2 separate regions of the Mus musculus genome follow, and region 1 is linked to region 2. Evidence: chromatin contacts called from public Hi-C data. All regions are on one chromosome and are shown on one strand. Each heading gives the region's core, a stretch centred on a gene start, on an enhancer-like site or on the middle of the called end of the contact. The rest is flanking DNA. Distances are from core to core; before and after follow the strand shown.

Region 1 (2,700 bases), core at 99-2,598, 160 kb before region 2:
TAAAAATGATATCATTGTTATATATTATCACATAATATTACATATATTATTAATAGTATTATAATATAATAATGATTATTATTACAGTTATATTTATGAAAACTTCTTGGGAAACCCTCCCACCAAGGCTAAGACTGTACAGCCCTTTAGTGTAGATTCTGACCCAGTGTTTATTCCTGCCCTTTCCTTATACCATGGAGGGTGAAGTGTTCAGTAGCTTCCTTTGCGATTACAGTGGTCACATGACACAATTAGGTAGTAGGGTAGGGGAAATACCTGGGAGCAGGGGCACTGACTCTCCTTTGTAGACAGAAGCCATCACTGTATCAAGTGATGAGAGTAAGGCATCCTAGAGATGCTGCTCCTGAAGTATCATCACCAAGCCTCAAAGCAAAGTGAGAAGAGCTTGAGTTTTAGGCTTCTCAGTACTAAAGAAAATCTTCCCTTTGAATGTGTCAGGTGTTTGGCAAAATTATTCCTGTGTGGCTGTGGATAAAACACTGTAATCACATTTCAAGCCCTCCACCAGGTCAGCTGTCCTAAAATCGCCACTCACTACAGCACTGCCATTCTCTCCACAAACACAAATGTATGTATGCATTAATATCATGCTTTTGTGCATACAATTGCGTACATTATTGGATAAAAAGAATATATATTATATATTGAAAGTATTTTTCTTATGACTTGTATTTAGCTTAAATTATAAAGAGTTTTCTTTGTAGGTTCATTATTTCTATCATATTTTACTCTTGAAGTAACAGTATTGAAATATACTTTGTATCCCATCAAATTCAGTCGTTTAAAGTATATTTATTGCAATTCAATGGGTCTTAGTAAATTCTAGGCTCAAGCAATTCTCCTGCACAGCTGGAAGTATGTAGGCCATACCATGGCTCCCAGGTGGCAATGGGTTTTAAATATTTTTACATCTTCCTCCAAGAAATCCCCTATGCAGGAAGAATGATTTTCTGTTTTACTCTAATGGTCCAGTCCCAGGCAGCTATCATGTTATTCTTTTTAATGGCCTCTTAGTTGCTTGCGCTGGACTTAACCTAATTCAATCATTTCTCTGCTGGTAACTGTAGGTCACTTGTAGTTTTTCATCATTAGAAGTAATGCAGTGGTGGACATCATTTGTACTTCCTCCCTCATACTTGATTACTCTGCTTAGCTTCTCTACATGCATTGATTTTATCTTTAGATTGGGAAAAAGAAATCTACACTAAAAAATGCAGGTCATGGCCTGTGGATGGGAAAGGCTATAACTGTCCGGAAGGCTGCTCTGCTGCCGAGCGTCTTCTAGGATAGAACATATTGTAATTTGCACAAGGGTTGGTGTTGGGAGGCAGTGGCTGAAGATCGTATTGGCTGGTGATGGTTTTGGGAAGATTTTGAAGCTCACATAGTGTCTTGACTCCATAGTGAGGAGGTGAGACTTTAGTCTGAATGACAGCAAGTGACTTGAGGTCATATAAGTAGAGAGATGTAATAAAATCTGATTTTGATTTTAAACAGACCATGGTGGTTGCTGGGTGAGAAATCGATGGCAAGGAGGCAAAAGTGAAGGCTGAAGGCCGGGGTTGAGCGTGTTCTGGTCACCCTGGCGGAAATGTGGTCAGTGTCTGAGATGCAGAATTTTGGAAGAGATATGAAGGAAGTGTGGGCACAGGGCTGATGCAAGATAAAAAAGTATCAACCACAAAGGAATTTTATTTTGTTTTGTTTTGCTTTGTTTTGTTTTTTTTTAAGGATAGATTAAAATGTTATTGAAAGCTTGAGATGGGAGAGGGATTACCTTTAGCAAAGAGACTAGGGATGGTGCTGTAATTAAGAATTGTATTTACACCAAAGAGTACACATGGAGGGATCCATGGTTCTAGCTGGATATGTAGCAGAGGATGGCTTTGTCGGGCATCAATGGGAGGAGAAGCCCTTGGTCCTGGGAAGGCTGGATGCCCCAGTGTAGGGGAATTCAAGGGCAGGGAGGTGGGAGTGGGTGGGTTGGGAAACACCCTCATAAAAGCAAGGGGAGGAGGGACGGGATAAGGGGTCCCAGGGGTCAGGGAAAGGGGATAACATTTGAAATGTAAATAAAGAAAATATCCAATAAAAAAACGAATTGTATTTAGGGTGAGGCACAGTGATTGATATTTAAGGCCAGTTTCTTTGGATCCTCAGGCAGGAGGATTGCCATGGATATAAGCCTGTCTTGGAATACAGTTTAAGTCCTTTCCCAAAGAACTGCTAGAAAAAACAAAAAACAAAAACCAAAAAAGACTCCTGGAGTAGTGGGGAAAAGTGTAGACAGCTGTTCGAGAGGGAAGAATTTCATCTAGTTTCCTGCCCATTTTTTAAAAATTTATTTATGTATTTATATCCTAAATACTGCTCCTTCCCAGTCCCCGTTCACAGGATTCCTCCCTACATTGCCACCACCCCTTCACCTCTGAGAGGGCATCTTCCCGCAAACCCCTGTATCCCTACTCCCTGGTGCATCGTCTTTGCAGGATTACATGCATCTTCTCCCAGTGAGACCAGACAAGGCAGCTCTCTGCTGCTTATGTGCCAGGGACCTCTGTATGTAACTCATGTATTCTCTTTGGTTGATAGTTCAGTCTCTGGGAGTGCCCAGGGCTTCAGGTAAGTTGATATTGTTGGTCTTCCTGTGCCATTGCCATTCCCTTCAGTTCTTTTTAT
Region 2 (3,002 bases), core at 201-2,700:
AGGACCAGCAGATTCAACATTTGCTCTTAGCCAAAGGCAGAGAAGAGATGATCAGTGAACTAAAACAGCCGAGGAGCTATGTCACTCATACTAGAAGAGGCATAAATGTTACAAGTTATTATGATGATATTGCCAATGAGGCTAAATAGCCTTTAAATACCACTCTACATTAGGGCCAAGATTCCCCCAAAGGAGCAAGAACTGGTCATATTGAGTTGAACCTGATAATCTGCATTGAGAAATACAGCTGATAAATCACAGTCCGAAATTAGCCAGGTGCAGAGAAAAGAAGGGTTGGGTAGGAGGAAAGATGAAGCAACGCCTTTAATGCCAGTAAGAAATATGCCATGCACCAGTACTAGAGTAAATGGTAGAGCTGGAGAGAGGTAATTGGTGGTATCACCCGTGCATTGTGGCTAAAACAGAAGGATTGTGTGGTCAGGAAAGAATCCCTCTCCAGGGACCTCCAGGCCTCATAGAACAGACAATAAAAAGTCTTTCCCGAGACATGGTGCAGATTTGTCCTTTTGCCTCAGAAGGAAAAAAGAAAAAGAAAAAAGGATGATACTACTAGCTGTAAGCAATTAAAGGTCAATTCAGAGAAGAATTAGAAAAGTGCAGTTTCTGTTTTGGAATCTCTCTCTCTCTCTTCTTTTTTCTTTTTCTTTCTTACTTTCTTTCTTTCTTGTTGTCTTTCTTTTAACAAAAACATTATATAAGTACATCCTTCTTATCTGCCAGGTTGGTTATCAGAAAAACACTTGTTGTACATTTTAATTGGGGCCTTCTGAACACATGATGCTGTGACTCGAAGTGGCTATATCAATAATGGGAGTGATTCAGAGTTCCCAGGCAGCCAGAGGACTATTTCAGGCTCTTAATCCTCCTGCCAAATAGGGTATAGGCCAAAATAGTTCTTTTGCATTTATTTCAGGGTTTTAATCTCATATGCAACTGAACCCCATTAAATGCCGTTTCCCAGGCTCAGTCCTTGCTTTCCAGGCAGTTTAGCATACATGTGCCTGACTTACCACTTCCTGTCTGGGAAGGGTATTGACTGCCCGGAACCACAAATAGCACCTCCTTTCCAAGATTCTTGCTCCAACCCAAGAGCTGTCAATCTGTTTCTGGTCTCAGCCTCAGGGGCTGCCTAGCAGGATAGGCAGGGTAGTTGGGGCAAAACTCAGCAGCTTTTTGCTCTACTGCCAAGCACAAAAGTGGGCTTTCCATGGCTGCTCCTCAGTCTCATTTCTAATCACTCACCATGGAAGGTAATGGAAAAGTGCCTGAATTACAAAGATTCTCATTTATTACCCTGGCTGCTCCCCCACAAAGCATCTCTTCTCCCCTTTGGCAAGAAGAGATCACTATTGACGCTTTTAGAAGGCCCTGGGCCCCTCTCAATTATTGGTGTAATCTCTCCCTATTCTGGAAGCAGAGTTCTTTTCTAAGTAGATTTTTTAGAAAGTTAAAAGCTAGTCTTTGCTTTATTCATTGAAATGACTTCATGGGCTAATGTATTCTCCTGTCAGTATTTTTCATCAGTTCAGCAACATCTGCAGGATATGAAAAAAAGCAGAAAGCAGATGTTTGCAAAAGGTAGTTTCACCAAGCCTCCTTACCATAATTATTGCAGCACCACATCCCCATTTTATGGCACCTCTCTTATATTCATATGCTGTTAACTTGTCCTGTAGAAATTAAAACTGGTGTATTTCAGTTCCTTCTAAACAGATTTGCCACCTTAAAAAAAATAATTGACAGATATCTTCCATTAAATCCAAATTTCCTTTATCAAATCTTCGAGGGGAAAATAGATTAAGAAGATGTAGATATTTATCTCAACCTTCACTCATTTACACTCATTTAGTTAATTAGCACTTAATTACACTGTCAAAGGGGAAAATGTTACAATGGTCAGGACAGAGTGGTCCCCACCCCTAGGGCCCATGCTTCTTTTAAAAGGCAGACCTTTGCTTAGTGCCAGCTTGCTCCTATGTGAAACATTTGTAATGATTACTTGACAAGGGGTGCAGATCTGAGATTGTGCAAGAGAGAGCCATCACTCACTAAAGCCCAGCTGTAACTCCCAAACTGGAGCAACAGTGCCCCCCAAAGCAAGTTGCCAGAAGCAGCCAGAGAACAAACCCTGAGCTGCCCAAATGACTATTTTTTTTATAAGCCAAGGAACTATTTTAAGAACTGCTGGCCGAACCCGCAGGCTCTATCACAACCAGATGAGCATTCCAACCAAGCTGGGGAGCGGTGGCTGGAAACAGAGACTGTTTCCACCTATTTTAACCCAGACGCCACAAATTCTCTAAGGAGGAATGGAGGCGGGAGTGGAGATAGAGCAACAGAGACATAGTAGAAAAGTGGACAACTTTAGAAGTTTGTCAGACTTGAAGCAACAAAATATAATCAGCTTAACGAATAAATCGTATTAACTGAAATGCAATTGAAACTCTGCTTGTCATCGGGGTTTCTCCATCTTTTAACAAATGGCAATGGTTTTTGGTCTCACAGGTTCCTTGCCAAGTAGAAGACCTCATTAAAACTGTTGGAAAATAATAGAATTCTAATTAGCTTAATTATGATGTGAAAAATTAGCAACCTAATTCACAAAAACAATATGCAATTAACCTGTTTTTCATAAGTCAAACCATTTTCCAAAACAGGAAATGAAGGATAACACCCATAATTTCATCATGAGGGCAAAAATCCTAGACACCCTGATGCAGTGGTACAGCGAGTATGTAACGAAACCAAAAGTCTCCACTCCCTCATCCTCTGCAACTCCTTCTGTGTATTGCCTACAGAGCCTTTTGGCTCCAAGAATGGAAACTGCATTAAACTGAAGGCTCACTCAAATTTTCTCTTTCAAGTTCTAAGTCCTATTTTCCATTTTCCTTTGGGTCCTGGAATAGGGTCAACCTATAAATGATGAAATATTGCATTTTTAAAAGACAATCAACTTATGATGTCATGTCAACATATTGGAG

The links. A called contact is a pair of places that touch in the nucleus more often than the background predicts.
Region 1: a Hi-C map of the N1E-115 cell line shows a contact between it and region 2, with 1.8 times the contacts expected there. The contact joins two enhancer-like sites. A contact is called at or near these places in 9 of 484 Hi-C or Micro-C datasets (the N1E-115 cell line, cerebellar granule neurons, cerebellum and 4 more).

Annotation. Positions count from the first base shown.
Region 1 is chr11:17,844,874-17,847,573 of GRCm38.p6, reverse strand. No RefSeq gene overlaps it. Among named protein-coding and RNA genes, the nearest start is that of Etaa1, 110 kb to the left of the region's middle. Within about 2 kb of position 1,348, at least 2 of the 459 cell types and tissues checked have an H3K27ac peak or open chromatin away from gene starts, as enhancers often do. A contact at or near this core is called in the N1E-115 cell line, where this site is marked.
Region 2 is chr11:17,685,024-17,688,025 of GRCm38.p6, reverse strand. No RefSeq gene overlaps it. Among named protein-coding and RNA genes, the nearest start is that of Etaa1, 270 kb to the left of the region's middle. Within about 2 kb of position 1,450, at least 57 of the 459 cell types and tissues checked have an H3K27ac peak or open chromatin away from gene starts, as enhancers often do. A contact at or near this core is called in the N1E-115 cell line, where this site is marked.